Regions from separate parts of the Sus scrofa genome. Here regions 2, 3, 4 and 5 are each linked to region 1. A link is a contact called in public Hi-C and HiChIP or PLAC-seq data. All regions are on one chromosome and are shown on one strand. The core of a region is the stretch at or near the end of the contact, and the rest is flanking DNA. Distances in the headings are between cores, read along the strand shown.

Region 1 (3,229 bases), core at 301-2,800:
ATGTGGCTCAGCGGAAAGGAATCTGACAAGCATCCATGAGGACGCAGGTTCGAACCCTGGCCTTACGCAGTGGATTAAGGATCCGACGTTGCCGTGAGCTATGGTGTAGGTCAAAGACTGGGCTCGGATACCGCGTGGCTGTGGCTGTGGTGTAGGCCAGTGGCTACAGCTCTGATTTGACCCCTAGCCTGGGAACCTCCATATCCCGCAGGTGTGGCCATAAAAAATAAAGTAAAAAAATAAATTAATAAGGATGCAAAATAAGTTGTACATTGTTAAAAGAAGAGGTGTTTCACATAAAGCTGCAAAAGGAATAAGTATTTTATCTAAAGGTGCAGAGGTAACCAATACAAGCCTGAAGTAGAGATAAGACTAAGGAGGTATTGTGTGACTTAAGTTATATTCTCATCAATCAGCATAGGAAGATAATCTATAACATCTAAAACTAATAACCCAAGATTTAGCAGTATAAGTAGTGCTGAGACATATATAGGTAAATAACCAAAACAAACAAACAAAAACCCCACTATAAAATGAAAATTAGGGAGTTCCCAATGTGGCCCAGTATGTTAATGATCTGGCTTGTCTCTGTAGAGGCGCCGCTTTGATCCCTGGCCAGGCGCAATGGGTTAAGGATCTGGTATTGCTGCAGCTGTAGCACAAGTCGTAGCTCCGGCTCGGATTCGATCCCTGGTCTGGGAACTTCCACATGCCATCGGGGTAGCTGAAAAAGAAAAAAAAAGAGTTATGCTATATCTGAGAAGAGACTGAAGCTAAGAAGGAGTAGACAGAGAACTACTGCTTTTCAGTGCAAGTGCTTTTATCTTTTTTTGTTGTTGTTACCATATGTGGTTTCTGCTTTGATAAAAATGTTTAAAATTATTAATATAAAAATACAAATGCGTACTTTTTTAAAACATGTGACCCACTATTATACACAAATTCATCAAATTTATGTAAACATTAAGGGACAAAATCTCCTCCTACAATATATTTAATGCTGATCTTGACTTCAGAATGGGGAGATGCTCACTTTATTTGATAAACAGTCACTCCCTCTCAAGTGTTCCAAAACCAGCAAGATGCAAAGTATCTTCAAATGTCCCCTCCATTTGGAGACATCTGTGCTCATTGATTTACAATGTGCACGCCTGCCTGATTATTTTATTATGTCACTTGCTACGGCAGGAATTATTCATTATCATTCACTAGCAAGCTGAGAACACATGGGGCTGATATCTTGATTAAGAACCCTAAACCTAAAAAGGATAAGTACCTCGCAAATTTAAAGGCAGATTTGACTCCACAACCACCATCCTTCTTCATCTGCCTTTCACAGACATTTATCACCAGGAACTACAGGTACATTTTGCGTGGAATGTCCTTTGTGAGCAGCAGAGAACAAAGGGAATTTCCTGCAAAATGATGCTGAAACACGATCGCTGATGTCTATTATCTTGCCAGCACCTTGCCTATTGAATATCGTCCCTGTCTATTACTCGGATATTGTTTCTCTGCATGGATAAGACAAAGATGGGAAATCCACTTAAGTGCTCTAACAGTACCCTCTGCTGGCTGAGTCTGAGCTGAAGAGGTGACTTGTAACAAGGCTTAGTCACCCTGACAACATGTGAAAGAAGAAAAGAAAGCAAGTCAAAAACTACAGACCGGGACATGAAATGCAAGCACAAAAATCAACCAATTTCAGTTACAGATGAGGAAATGGACATCTTGGCGTCATATCACATATATGATGCATATGTACTTTGTTAAATCCGAAGAGAATACCTTGCTCTAGCAAAAGGTATATCTTAATGAAGGATTTTGTATATTACATTCAAATTCTCTGCTTCACAAGATGATTCATCACAAGTTCCCCCAGTGAGTTCCTTTAGTACTCTCAACGTGTGACATGATTTACACTCTGTCTTGTGGGAACATGCTAATTCTGTAAAATAAAGTGGTTTCTTGCATCACAGCCCAGGACTCATATCATACCAGAGATGTCTGCATTACTTGACATGTTTATAAATGTTTAGGAGAAGTTCAAAATTAATTTGTGTGCTCTTGCTAATACGTAAGGAGCCCTGGTTTGGAGATGGCAAGACTGACTTATCTGACCTGGGAAGGAATGAGTAACACACGTTCTCTGGGGCGAGGACCACCTTACATCTATTTTGCTTAATATGGTAGACATGCTTAATAAATTGGGCAGCAATTAAAAACAGGTAAGTCCTACATTTGGAAGGATAGAACCAGCATTTTTTATATCTTTGACTAAAAATCTATTGTAGACTCAGCTCTCCATGCCTATCAAGGTGGGGGGTTCACAATGTATAAAGCATGTCCTATTCTCACTGAGCGTTTGAAGTTGACGAAGTCAACCTATTCTAGGCCACTGACCACTGGGGCACAGGACTCGTTTTGTCTCCTCCAAAGTGGGGGGGGGAGTTGCCATCGTGGCACAGTGGAAACAAATCTGACTAGGAACCATGAGGTTGTGGGTTCCATCCCTGGCCTTGCTCAGTGGATTAAGGAGCTGGCATTGCCATGAGCTGTGGTGTAGGTCGCAGACACAGTTCGGTTCTGATGTTGCTGTGGCTGCAGTGTAGGCTGCAGCTATAGTTCTGATTGGACCCCTGGCCTGGGAACCTCCATATGCGGCCCTAAAAAGCAAAAAAGAAAGAAAGAAAGAAAGAAAGAAAAAGTAGGAGTGGGGGGAATTTAAATGTCCACAGGCACCAAGAAATACGGCACCTGCTGAGTTTGAGGAAAAGCAGATGGTTCTCTTGGTCTAAGTTTCATTTGTAATCAAGACAGGGATACAAAGAAATAATTCTCCCGCATACGGAATGCAGCAGTACCAACATGATGACAGGTGGTAAGTGAAGCTTGCTTGAGGGGCAATAACGAGGAGGAAGACTGAGGAAACGGCAAGTGTGTGTACCACCTAAAGTGGTCACACACTCAGTGCTTGTCACTGTTGCCACGAAGCTCTGAGGGCCAAGGGTTGTCCGGTCTTATGTTCTTTAAAGGAGCTTGAAGTCAGAATATTTATGCAACATTTCCTCTTTGAGGCTCAAAATTTTCCAGAAGAGTCTGTAAGCCAAAACAAACATCTACAAACTAAATTGATCCCCCAGGCCAGCAGCGTCTAATGACCACAGGCGAAAAGTTCTTTCCTTCTGCTTCCGGCCCTTGCACATGCCCTCCACGCCGCCAGGGGTTT
Region 2 (3,229 bases), core at 192-2,691, 440 kb before region 1:
GTTTGATCCCTGGCCTCAGTAGTGGATTACGGATCCAGTGTTGCTGTGAGCTGTGGTGGAGGTCGTGGTGGACACAGCTCAGCTCTGGCGTGGCTGTGGCTGTGGCACAGGCTGGCAGCTGCAGCTCCAATTCAACCCCTAGCCCCCTAGCCTGGGAACTTCCCTATGCTGTGGGGAAAAAAAAAAAAAAAATCTATAAATAAATAAAACAAAGAACAAATTAGAAATTGCATCCACTGTCATATTCTGGCTTTGTTTCTACCCGCCCTTTCTTTCTTTCTTTCTTTCATTCAACAAGGATTCATAGAACTTCCCTTTGACTAAGCACTGGAATAGAAAATAAAAGATGAGTAAGTTACACATAGCCCCCACCCAGAGCTGCTCATCTCTTAGTGAGAGTGACACACATAAACAAATACTTATGCTCTAAGGGCTACATAAAGACACAGCCTTATTGGAGCCCAAAATGCTGAGCTGTCTAGCATTGGGGGATTTGAAACAGTCTTTGCAGGGGAGGTGACATTTAACCTGCGTCTTAAAATATGAGTAAGAGTTGGCTAGGTGGCAGGATGGGAGTTGCGTGTGTATTTCAGAGAGGATGAAGCATTTGCTTTGACTGAAGCAGAGTGTGCACAGGGATGGATGGAGAGGTGGTGGAAGAGGCAAGGTAGGGGCCAGCCTTTCATGGCCCATATTCCATGCTGAGGTTTTCCAACCTTACTGCACGTGCAATGGAAAGCCACCAGAGATTCCTAACAAAGAAAGATTTTCAGGGCGTTCCCATGGTGGCACAATAAAAATGAATCTGACTAGTATCCATGAGGATGTGGGTTCGATCCCTGGCCTTGCTCAATTGGTTAAGGATCTGGTGTTGCCATGAGCTGAGGTATAGGCTACATACAAGGCTAGGATCCCGGGTTACGGTGGTTGTGGCGTAGGCCAGCGGCTGCAGCTCCTATTTGAGCCCTAGCCCGGGAACTTCCATATGCCGCAGGTGCTGCCCTAAAAAACAAACAAACAAACAAACAAACAAACATAAAAGATTTTCATACAAATGAGGTGGCACCACAGAGGAAAGATGAGAAGGTCCAGTTAGAGCGAGTACGTTACATGGCTCCACTCAATGACACCTGCTCCCTAACCAGGCCAAGCCGAGTTTCCGTACAAGGTGGATCTCATAAGTTACGTATCCTCTGTTTGTAATCACTATCCCATTCGTCTTTATTTATCTCCTCCTATCAGTCAGTCAATCAATCATTTCATCATTCAACAGACATTCGCTGAGCCCTTCTAAAATGTCAGGCACTGTGTGGGGCTGGCAATTAGCAGCACCTTCGAAGGACAGTGCTGAACGAACCGTGGCAAAGCTTACAGTCTAGCAGGGCTGACGGATCTGTTTAAATAGAAGCAACCGCAGGATGTGCAATGAGAACGATGGTGGGAAGTGATGGGGGTTTCCCTGAGGAAGTGACGGCGAGCTTGTGACCTGAAGGATGAGTAAGTCTAGCCAAAGCCCATGCGTTGGAGTAGAAGGGGGAAGAGGCAGACAGAGCTCAGCAAATGGGAAAGAGCCAAAGGCAGGAGAAAGCACGGCACCTGGGAGGAAGTGAAAGGCAGTCCCCCTGCCTGGAAATTCCACCAAGCTGGAGAGATGGGCTGTTCTCCAGCCTCACCACATACACACTGACCCCTCTGCGGGACTGTGGGAGCGGAGGTACATGCGTGTGTGAGGAGGGTTTTGAGGAGGCTCATCATTTCACGCCACTGTATTCACCTAGTGCTCAGGCAGGAGCTCTTATCTACATTTGCTGCTCATCTGCATCTTTAGAAATGGAAAACCGGAGGACAGAGAAAGATCTTAGAAACCATCCAGAACGGCACTTCTCAAGGTGTGCCCTGTGGACCGACCATGGCGTCCCTGAAGATGAGACCAGAAACCTGCCTTTTTTCATAAGCATCTTAGGGGATTCTTCAGTACCATCAAGATGGAAAACCACCAGGCCAGCTCAGCTGCCCCCATTTCCAAGTGAGCACATGAAGGAGTGAAGTACCGCCTTGTCCAAGGCGGCATCTTAACCTCAGCACGCCTGACATGTTGGACCACGTAATCCTTTGTTGTTGGGGGCTGTCCTAGGCCCTGTGGGACAGTTAGGAGCATCCCTGGCCATTATCAACCAGATGCCACCAACAGCCCTGCCGCTGCATCAACCAAAAATGTCTCCAGCCAGAGCCAACCATTCACTGGGGGACAAAGGCACCCTTGATTGAGATCCACTGTGCCAAGTCATCAGAGGCAGAGGCAGAGGCAGAGGCAGGGCAGTACTCAAGAGTCTGGATTCACAGCCCAGCCACCTTCCTGTGTCTACTGGATCCTCTTTGGCTGTGAGAAGCGGAGGAGAGGCCGGGTGCCCTGGGCCATCAACGCCAGGGGGTTAGCGCAGAGCTGAGGCCAGCACAGAGGACAGCATTGCTTTCTTCCGGGAAGCTGGGACATTACTTCTGGCTTTTTCCACGATTTCTTGTGAAGTTAGTCATTGCTATTTCTATTTCTCCACCTGTTTAAACCTGGATCTTCCAGGAGAACTGGCAGGATTTGGGTTGGCAACATCTTGGAAACCCACACAGAAAGGTGCCATCCAAAAAGCTTTTTTAACTGAGACTGATTTAAAGGTAGCCCTGTGTAGGAACCAAGAGTGTCGTGTTCTAATTTTAGCACTGTGCCAGGAAGAGGAGTGTGGTGGTGAGCAGTGGAAAAGGGAGCAGGAAATGCTGCTGCTGGTTCCCAGCTCCATTCCAAACTACCTTTGTGGTCTTTTGCAAATCACTTTGGCTTTCTGGTCTAGGAGACATTTCCTGTCAGATAAAGGCATGAAAATAGGTCACTACATCTAGGCTTGGACTCACCCTGAGCCCTCTGCCCAAGAGGACCTACCACTGGTCCTTCCAAACCCAAACTCTACCTTGTCTCCAAAATCCAGCTCAGCCATGATTCTTCATTTTCTTTAGCTACAATGCTGTTGTGGTTCCTCGTTCTCAAGGGAGGCACATGATTCAAGAATCAAGTGCCATGATATCTGTAACTTACTCTCAAATGCTTCTGAAAAATATATAATATGTATATGTATATATGTACATATTTTTAACACATGGGGGAAAGCAAATATACCAAGATATTACTAAACGTTGAATTTCACTGAAGGGTATATGGGCATTCACTGTATAACTCTTC
Region 3 (3,229 bases), core at 441-2,940, 420 kb before region 1:
ACTTCATCTGAAACAATGGACCGCCAGCCTGCCAGCCCACTGTGCAGATTTTAGATTTGCTCTCCTTCATAATTGCATGGGCCAGTTCCTTAAAATAAATCTCTTTGTGCATGTATACACACTGTGCTGGTTCTGTTTTCTCTGGAGACCCTGACTAATACACTCACTTAAAGATCTGTCCCCAGAAGCTGTCTAATAAACCTTCTAGCAGATTCCAAAGATAATTTAAATTCCGTTTGAATAATGCTTAAGGGTCAGCTGCAACAGACAGTGGTATAATGACATACATACATTTCAAGTAAGCAAGATGTTTTAGTGAGGCTTTAAAACATCAGTTCAATTTTCAAGGGAAAGACGAATGGTCTACTGATTTTCTCTGGGGTCATCATGTGGCTGCACCCACAGAGAACATTTCCACAATGTCTATCCACTCCATATTTGTCATCCATCTCCCAGTAGAATGCCTGGCATGTAGCAGCTGATCAATGAAGGGACGGAATTGAATTCTGAAATGGTATGTGCTGAGTAAGTGGCCTCCACCCTCTTCTTCTGGTATTTACCAATCGCATTCCCAGAAACCAGGTAACCGCAGCAGAAAAAAATATTTAACACATACTGAGCAATCACTATATGCTAGACCTTGTTAATAATCAAATGCACCACTTTACTTTCCCTCAGAGTAACTTCATAAAGTAAGGACTTGTATTATCTCCATTTGACAGATAAAGAAACAAAGACATAGAAATCAAGTAATTAAGTAATTTGCCAAGGTCTCACACACATATTAAGTCACACACCCAGTAAGATGTAGAGCTAGGATTTGAACTCGTAATGGATCTAGAAGATGAGCAAGTCTCCAGAAGCCCGTAACCTACTCTGTGTGCTGAAACACTGGAACCTGGTGAGAGGGATTAAATTCATGCTAAGAAGAAGAATTACAAGAGCCTTGATTCAGCATTTAGTGCGGATTGGGTAATCCTGTGTTGTATGGGACTGTCCAGGGCACTGTCAGGTGTTCAGTGACATCTCAGGCCTCTACTCACTGGATACCCCATCTCTCAAGTTGTGGCTCAAAATTATCTTCAAACATTGCCAGATGTATGTTTGGGGTGAGGAAAGACCACCCCAGTTGACAATCACTGGCTTAATGTACCAGAACTCATCAGCCTCTAGTGAAGCATTTTTATCTAAACCCAGTGTAATTACAACATCACTCCATATAGGTATTTACACAAGTTCCTCCAACAATTTTATTCAACATTTCCCTAAGGATAGTGTGTGCAGCTGTCCTTAAAGATGAGATTTTTCTAGGAGTTCCCTTGAGGCTCAGTGGGCTAAGGATCACTGCAGTGGCTCCAGTCTCTGCTATGTGTGAGTTTGATCCCTGGCCTGGGAACTTCCACATGCCACAGGCAGGGACAAAAAAGAAAGAAAACAAAAGAGCTTTTTTTTTTTTTTCCTAAAAGTGGGTAGAGCTAAGAGGGGAGGTGAAATAGCAAAATTGCAAACAAGGACACAAGGGGAATTTTCATTCTGTTTAGTGACCCTCTTTGTCCTTAGGTTAAGGCCAGGCTACCTGGGGGCCTTGTATTTCCCTGGATGTGAAACAACAACTGACTGGAGGGCCCTGCCCCCTGGTGATGTCAGAACATCTGCCACAGTTCCCAGAAACCTTTTGAGGCTGATGAAGAAAGGAGGGAAACCACTCTTGCTGCCACTAGGCTTTTGCATATTCTGTTCCCTCTGCCTGGAATTCCCCACCTCATTACTTGCAATCATAGCTCCCAGGTCTATTTCCTTGGTAAAACACTGCCATTGGAAATCACCATGTTTGTTTATTGGCTTCCCTGCTGAATATTTGTCTTCACCACTCCCTGCCCACCACCAGAATGTAAACTTCATGGGACAGCGATCCTTAACTCTGTCTCTAATTCCCCGAAAAAAAATCAAGACCAGCACATAATGGATGTTCCATACATGAACACTGAATGAAGTAACTAATTCTAGAAGCTACTTTATACAATTCAAGAATTTTGCGTGTCTTTTTCCGAATCACAAACAGTTCATGAAATGATCTTTATGGGGGAATGAGGCACATGAGTCAAAAGGAGTCTTAAAAGTTGAGTCACTGGCTGTCATATTGTTGTATGATTGGAGGAGGTGGTTTAGGCCTCCCAGTGACCTCAGAAAAGACGTGCAGATAAACCCTCGCTAATCTGCCAAGACCTCCGGATCCCAGTGTGGAACGCTAGTCCCCACATGACTCAGCCACCAGCCTTTCCCACCACGCACTCACTCCACCCTTGTTATGCCTTCATGTGTGAAGAGTCTTGGGACTTGCCCCAACTGACTCTGTGCTCAACACTTCATTGCTTTGTACTCTCTTCTTTCTCATTCATGAATTCTCTTGAGAAATGGAAGATTTTATGTGGGATAAAGAGAAACACATATGTAATAGAAAAACAAAACTGTGAAAAGAAAAAAAGTGTTTTAAATCAAGCTATGAAATGACTATAGGTTGATTCATCAGCAGGAAACACATGGAAACTATTATCCCAAATTTCAACAGTTATGAAACCTGAAACCCCCTTCGATATTGTTCAGAATTACGTATTTGGCCTTCAGGAATTCATGTTAATTGTCTGCTTGAATACCAAGGAAAACATCTAATTGACTGGTTGAAATACTCATAAACGGATCTTCTGATTTTTTTTTTTTTTTTTTTAATATTGAGAAACAAGAAACAGATCACCTAAAAAGAGTCTCGACTTGATGCCTCTGCGGCTGGGAATTCTAAATCAAGCTTGCTTTGTATCCAAGGGTTGGAATGAGGTTAACAGGGAAGTGGTAGCAGGGAGCACTGTGCTATTTCGCCTTTGCCTTCTCGGCCTGTTCTAGGTATGGCTACCACTGTGCAAAAGCTCAGGTCATATCCAGCAGCCAGAGACTAAATGTTACCTCATAGTTTTCTCTCCAGGTTTGATTTCTAGTATGCTATTCCTCTGCTGGTATAATGACCATAATGATATCGTATGGATGGAGCTGACTTGGCCAACCAATGATTCTACAAACTATCCCCAAAGGCCACACAGTAACCACGATAAAGACTTTTCATGTGAGTAGCACATCACCAGAGCAAAAAAAAAACCAAATCCCTTTGAAATTCCATGCAAGCAGGGTAAAGGGCTAATCTTGTTCTGCAGTTTCTTGGTCAGGCAACTAATACACT
Region 4 (3,229 bases), core at 249-2,748, 370 kb before region 1:
TCTTGGGCTGGGAGCATGGCTGGGGTAGACTTCGTGGTGAGACATATTTGAGACACTACATTTCACTCATTTTTGATAAGGCGAGTGGAACCAGAGAAATATCCATTTCTATATCCTAATACCAGGGACTTTCTGTGCCTCAAGAATAAACCAGATACCCATCAGAACCTTAAAGGGTAAGGATTCCCTGACTTTCCAGTGACTGTATGATGAAGGCAATGTTACCCTCGCTTTTATCTCATCTCCTATGTGCAAGGCCAGGGGCTTGAAGTGATAACAAGTCTGCACTGAATCTCAGATTCTCTAAGAAAAAGGCATTTTGGAAAACTGAACTTTCCGGTTATCTAAATGTCAGCAAGAAGACCCTTTTTGTCTTCAGGGCTTGTCTGGCTGGCTCGCCTAGCTAAACACCCTAACAAAACAGCAAGCGCTTTGCTGTAGCATACTGACCATCAGCTCTCATTTCATATTGTAGATAAGAGTTTAAAGAAATCTGCCTTTTTTGGGGTAGAAACTTCAAGTCTTATCAGCCTGTTTATTATAATGTGCAATTCTGAGATGGAGGAAAAAAAAAATACAGCTGGGTTTTCCGGTAGTCTGGACTGTGCTAATTCCTGGAGCATACACACATGAACCAGAAAACTAAGTAAAAAGTGGTCGGGAAAAAACTGCCCTAAGCCAGATTCACTAACATTATAACAGAGTCCCAGAATGCCAGATTACAATTATATATTTGGGGAGAAATGAGCCTAGAAGGATTTTGGAATTCACTCAATTATTTGAATGGAATGTTCTTTTCCCAGCTATCTCCAAGGAGGTATCGCTGGTCTCCTTCAAGTTTCTGCTCAACTATCACCTTATTAGTGAGGCCTTTTACCTAAAAGAGCAACCTGCCCTCCGGCACTCCCTTCCCTATATCACAGCCTTTTCCGCCGGGCCCTGCGGTGCTGGTGCTGCACCATGGGAGCCATATGCACAGTGCCAGCCCAGCAGCCCTGCCCCTTAGCACACCCATCATCTGAGTAATCATACATTTTATTGGCCTGTTTACCCACCACTCTAAGGGTACAGATTTTTGTGGGGTTCACTGCTCTATCTCCAGGTGTTTAGAACAATGCTGGGCACACAGTAGGTGCTCAATTAGTCTTTATGGATAAACATGTTAACCAACTATAGCAAGCATCTCCTAAAGCTCTGGTCCTTATTTTATTTTATTTTATTTATTTAACTTTTTTTTTCAGTGCCTCACTTGGCAGCATATGGAAGCTCCCAGTCTAGGGGTGAAAATTGGAGCTGCAGCTGCTGGCCTACACCATAGCCACAGCAACATGGGATCCAAGCCACATCTTTGACCTACACCATAGCTCACAGCAATGACGCATCCCTGACCCACTGAGGGAGGCCAGGGATTGAAACCACATCCTCATGGATACTAGTTGGGTTCTTAACCCACTGAGCCAGAAAGGGAACTTCCCTGACTTAAAGGTCTTCTAATGGGGAGTTCCCATTGTGGCTCAGTGGTAATGAACCTGACTAGAATCTGCTGTGGTTGTGGCTGTGGCTGTGGCACAAGCTGGCAGCTGTAGCTCCAATTTGACCCCAGCCTGGAAATGTCCATGTGACGCGGGTGTGGCCCTAAAAAACAAATAAAAAAAAAAAAAAAAAAAAAGAAGATCTTATAATGGGAAAATTGGACAGGACTACAAATCATTATAATACAGTGGGATCAGAGAGCCCATGAGGATGTGATAGTGCTTAGAGCCGCTATTGGCCTCTGTCAAACCTGAACTCGTCTCAGATTGTCCCCTAACTCTACGAGCTTGGGCAGGTTTATACCACTGCTGTACTACGATCTCTCTGAATTGGGGTTGACTGGAGTAACAATTTGTCTGCTTTACAGGCTGTGATGAGAAGCTGGTGAAGGAACGCCCAGGGTGCGCAGCACAGTCCTGGCACTCAGGAAGTCCACTGCAAGTGCCTGTGGCATCAAGTCTGATTTTTACAGAGGCAGAGAAGCAGAGCAGGGGACCTAAAGCTGTCTGGTACTCCTGGAAGGCTTGCCAATAAGAGGACTGAGGAGGAAAGAAGGGAAAATTGTCCTCAACATGCATACAAAGAAATGCCGCATTAAATTTTCCTGTGCTTAATGAATGGAACTTTTCTTTTTTTGTCTTTTAAGGGCTGCACCCGTAGCATATGGAGGTTCCCAGGCTAGGGGTCTAATCAGAGCTGTAGCCACCAGCCTACACCAGAGCCACAGCAACACCAGATCCGAGCCGCGTCTGCAACCTACACCACAGCTTACAGCAACGCCAGATCCTTAACCCACTAAGCAAGGCCAGGGATCGAACCCACAACCTCATGGTTCCTGGTCAGATCTGTTAACCACTGAGCCACGACAGGAACTCCATATGAAACTTTTTAAAGATGAGGAATGAACCTGCGAGTGATTTAAGTATGTATTAGAGTAGAAGTTTCTCCAACTGGAAGGGGGTTGCGGACAAGACTCTCCACTAAATTTGGCTGCTTTAAACTTCCATCCACCTTCTCTGAGTTGCCATTCTTTCTAAAGTGGAGAGTAGAAGAAAGAAAAAAAATATACAACTAGTACTAAAAATTACCCTGAGAAAGGAATGTCTAAGCCACTCACCAATGTCACCATCACAACCCACCATTGCTTTGGCAGCAGAGGCTTTGCTAAGAAGAACACATTTTCTTTCGCAGGAAAAAAAAAAAAAAAAAAAAAAAAAAAAAAAAATTCAGTCAAGCTCTGGTTCCAGATCAGGTTCCAAATTAGAACATTATAGGAAAAAAAGGAATAAACCCCTTTTTCAATCACTGGCGAATGATCTCCTCTCCCTACCCCTCAGTAGACCCCAAACTCAGTCTCCTTAGAACAAATCTTCTCAACTCTGCACTCAAGAATCTTTAAAGACAGTGACACACAGCTCTTTTGAGTTCAATTACACAACCAATGGTGCTATAACTTAGGTCAATATTGTAACTGCTCTTTGCAGCTGGAGTTGAGAATTTTGAGATGGAAGGAAGTATTCAAGGCTAGGACGCACTTATGACTGTGGGTTTAACACTTGTTTGTCTCTTTATCTGCAAAGTCTATTACAGACAGATATAATCAGCCTAAAAGGAAAAGGCCGGAGCTGGGGAGAATATTATGTAAATTTGGCATTATCACAATCGTTTTCAATTGCTCAAGAATCTAAAGTTTCAG
Region 5 (3,229 bases), core at 370-2,869, 260 kb before region 1:
GCTGATATTTAATAAATGCTTTTGGTTAAGAAAAAAAATAGATGCAGCTATCATGGAATCATCTTGAGGACCTGCATGTAAATATACATACATGTGTGTATATGTGTGTGTGTGTGTGCACACACACATCCAATTTATTTTTTATATTGGCTAATTCAGAAATCCTTTCTAGAAGCTCAATATTCACTGACTTAACTCCCACACGGAACACTGATGCTAGCTTTGTCTCAGACACAAAAGACAGTAAAGCAGCTAATGGAATCCTTTCTTTCAAATACTATTTTGATATGACTAATCTTGCTGTTTGGTCAAATAGTGCAGCTAGCTCAGTGCTGACTATACTACTTTTTAGTGCAAAGGGAAACTAAACAAGAGAATCAGCCATGGTGTATAATCTATATATGATCTCTGTTCCATTATTTTTATTGCTTGACATTCAGAATAAACCACAACCATCAATTCCCCAGGTCCCCAGATCATAATTACCTGGAATATTTGATTCTCTGAGAGATGTGAGAATTTCTAAGCTTATCTGTTTTTATACAAATTTGCTTGCTAAGGAGATTTCATAAAAAGCAATTTAGCTCTGGGCCTCTTAAGAATATATATACAAAATGAAAGAAAGGCATTCAATTTTCAGTTTTCTTCCCTCCGCTGACTTCACTCATCTGGTTTACTTTTCTGTCCATGGAGATTCTAAAGGCGGTGTGCTATGGAAATGATTTCACTGCATCACCACATCATTTGCGTCTGGGCTTGCCTTCCACCACAGGTGTGAGATCACGTGTGGTGCGGAGGGGCAGCGGGTCGAAGAAAGGCAAGGGGTAGGTGAGTAGCAGAACCCTCAGGAAGCTTTTCCAAAGAAGGCACCCCTGTCCGCCTTCCTCCTCGCCTCAATCAGTTCAGAAGCAGGGATCGAATGAGCGAAACTGGCCAGGGATTCTGTTCGCACAGAGCGCATAGGGGCCTGAGCTATTCAGGTACAGACATTACCCATTTTGTCAAGGACAGTGCATGTGCACGGGCAGAAGGGTAGATCAGGAACGGGAAAGGACCGTTATTGATTTGTTAGTGTGGATTTTTATCACCAAGGAAAGGCTTTAGTTACCATTTACATAAGAATTATGAACAGGCAGCCAGGAAACTTCAAAACCAATTTGAATCATCTTACTTAGCAGTTAATTACAGTTCCCTTATGAATGAAAAACAAATAAGTTTACTCAAATACACTGATAATACCTTCCATAGTGGCATCTGCCCACACTGATATAAAACTGTTCCCAAAGCCAAATCAACTGATTGAGAAGTCAAATAAACTTGATTACTCCTTGTGCATGCAGACACGTCAGATGTAAAACTGTGACTTACAGGTTTATAAAAGATTTACCAATCCAGACTCACTAAGAGGAAGGGTCAACTTGGGTATCCCTAGCAACAAATCCTGAGTCAATTTTGTGTGACCTCAGAGAGCAGGAGTGAGAGACAAGGGAAGTGAAACAAGGAAGGCGGGAACTTGATACAGAAATGGCTTTTCCAGTTGACCATTGCTATGGTTAACTGGTACTCACTGCTACAAGATCTTTGCAGGAGGTTTAGCAGAGGCACTTGGGAGCTGGCCATTGGGTGATGTAAGGAGGAAATGATTCCTTGGCTCTCACCCCACAGTGGTCAAGGGTGAACTCATGGGCATTAGCGCCCAGGCACTTTTAAATTGTGCAAGTATGAGTGGTGTTTTCCCACAAATGTCCTAAGCTAAGAATCAGAGAGTTGAGATGAGGCACTGTTAGCTTGCACCTGTGCAAGTTGGTCAAAGCTTCATGGAACTAGTTATTACATCTGTGGTTACAGAAGAGGTCGGATTGAAAAGACTTAAAATCCTCACAAGAGTGGCCCAGTGCGTTGAAACGCAGAACATCTTTAAAATCAAAACAAAGCTTTTTCATAGTGCATATATTCAATACCCAGAAAAACCCCGGGATGTTTTATGGCAAATCTTTACCAAATAGAAAGCATGGGAAATAGATTTGAAGCAAAAATGACGTCCTAAATCTGACACTTATAAAGTTAGACTAGTTACATTCAATTCAGTATGAACTTAGACCAGTTACAGTCAATTTTGCTGAGCCTCAGTTTCCTGATCTCCAAAGACACAGATAAATGATATCTTTCTCATGGGATGCTTGAATGCTAAATGAGATGCTGAATGTAGCAGCATGGTTAGCATTTCAGAAAATGGGCACTCATAATAATAACTATTAGCACTCAATCAAAGTCAGCACACAAGGCCACGTGGAGGGACCACACCATTGTTAGGGGCTATAGATTTCAGTCAGCCAGGACCAGGGGAGAGAGAGAACAAAGGTGGTAACAGCTGGTGGGTACTAGTGGAAGAGGTTTTCTGGACCCTGGGGAATGACAGATTATACAGAACAATCAAAACCAAGTTGTGGGTTGGGAGAGTCAGCAATCACCCTGAGGCCAGAGGTCAAGTGTGGTGACCTCTGATCCAAAGCTAGGAAACAGAATGCTCAGAAGCTGGAGGTCAAGTCATGGCAAGGGTCAAAGGCAAGCACATGGTGGTGTCAGCACACATGTTGCTCTATTAGAGGCCTTTCTTGTCAGGAAGCTTGCCATTCCATTCCCTGCCATTACATTCCTAGATGTGGTCAGTCAAAAGTCTGAGAGATCAAAGACACAAAACCCTGCAAATGACCAGATTATGCAGCAGTTAATGGGAAAAGTTCTAAACAAAATGTTTGCATTATGTACTCATCCCAAGAAGTTATGCACTTTTTTCTTCCAAAGATGTCTATGACTTAAGGAGTTCTTGTTTACAACTTACAGGGTGTGCAAATTTTTCTGATTTTCTTTGAACTTCCTGTATCTTTCTGCCCTAGCCCTCTGTCTTTAAATTGTGACCAGAATTCACTCAACATCAGCTTTTTAATCTCATGCTTGTAAATGTCTTATGTCTTAACATGTTTCACATTGTTCCACACTTCACTGATTCCAAACATCCATCCATCCATCTACCCATCCATCTACATCCATCTTAGTCCACTGGGCATCTATAATAGAACATGGAATAGATACCACAGACTGGGTAGCTTAAACAACAGACATTTCTCACACTTCTGGAGGCTGGGGAGTCCAAGATCAAGGTACCGACCGATTCCATGTCTGGTAAGGGCCCATTTCCTGGTTCATGGATAGCCATTCTCTAGATGTG

The links. Hi-C and Micro-C count contacts between places; a contact is called where the count stands out from the background. HiChIP or PLAC-seq counts read pairs in DNA pulled down with a chosen protein or histone mark.
Region 2: a contact with region 1 is called in an H3K27ac HiChIP or PLAC-seq map of alveolar macrophages. The contact joins two enhancer-like sites. A contact is called at or near these places in 3 of 47 Hi-C or Micro-C datasets (liver and skeletal muscle) and 2 of 2 datasets of contacts at active chromatin or transcription factors (alveolar macrophages and skeletal muscle).
Region 3: a contact with region 1 is called in a Hi-C map of embryonic fibroblasts, with 1.7 times the contacts expected there. The contact joins two enhancer-like sites. A contact is called at or near these places in 4 of 47 Hi-C or Micro-C datasets (embryonic fibroblasts, liver and skeletal muscle) and 2 of 2 datasets of contacts at active chromatin or transcription factors (alveolar macrophages and skeletal muscle).
Region 4: a contact with region 1 is called in an H3K27ac HiChIP or PLAC-seq map of alveolar macrophages. The contact joins two enhancer-like sites. A contact is called at or near these places in 1 of 47 Hi-C or Micro-C datasets (adipocytes) and 1 of 2 datasets of contacts at active chromatin or transcription factors (alveolar macrophages).
Region 5: a contact with region 1 is called in an H3K27ac HiChIP or PLAC-seq map of alveolar macrophages. The contact joins two enhancer-like sites. A contact is called at or near these places in 1 of 47 Hi-C or Micro-C datasets (embryonic fibroblasts) and 2 of 2 datasets of contacts at active chromatin or transcription factors (alveolar macrophages and skeletal muscle).

Annotation. Positions count from the first base shown.
Region 1 is chr5:90,460,997-90,464,225 of Sscrofa11.1, reverse strand. No RefSeq gene overlaps it. Among named protein-coding and RNA genes, the nearest start is that of PLEKHG7, 150 kb to the right of the region's middle. Within about 2 kb of position 1,550, at least 21 of the 83 cell types and tissues checked have an H3K27ac peak or open chromatin away from gene starts, as enhancers often do. A contact at or near this core is called in alveolar macrophages and embryonic fibroblasts, where this site is marked.
Region 2 is chr5:90,901,188-90,904,416 of Sscrofa11.1, reverse strand. No RefSeq gene overlaps it. Among named protein-coding and RNA genes, the nearest start is that of BTG1, 88 kb to the right of the region's middle. Within about 2 kb of position 1,441, at least 19 of the 83 cell types and tissues checked have an H3K27ac peak or open chromatin away from gene starts, as enhancers often do. A contact at or near this core is called in alveolar macrophages, where this site is marked.
Region 3 is chr5:90,883,117-90,886,345 of Sscrofa11.1, reverse strand. No RefSeq gene overlaps it. Among named protein-coding and RNA genes, the nearest start is that of BTG1, 70 kb to the right of the region's middle. Within about 2 kb of position 1,690, at least 12 of the 83 cell types and tissues checked have an H3K27ac peak or open chromatin away from gene starts, as enhancers often do. A contact at or near this core is called in embryonic fibroblasts, where this site is marked.
Region 4 is chr5:90,828,325-90,831,553 of Sscrofa11.1, reverse strand. All of the region lies in intron 3 of LOC106510428 (a long non-coding RNA gene), which reads right to left. Among named protein-coding and RNA genes, the nearest start is that of BTG1, 15 kb to the right of the region's middle. Within about 2 kb of position 1,498, at least 7 of the 83 cell types and tissues checked have an H3K27ac peak or open chromatin away from gene starts, as enhancers often do. A contact at or near this core is called in alveolar macrophages, where this site is marked.
Region 5 is chr5:90,719,506-90,722,734 of Sscrofa11.1, reverse strand. The region is part of intron 3 of LOC106510428 (a long non-coding RNA gene); the gene reads right to left. Among named protein-coding and RNA genes, the nearest start is that of BTG1, 94 kb to the left of the region's middle. Within about 2 kb of position 1,619, at least 8 of the 83 cell types and tissues checked have an H3K27ac peak or open chromatin away from gene starts, as enhancers often do. A contact at or near this core is called in alveolar macrophages, where this site is marked.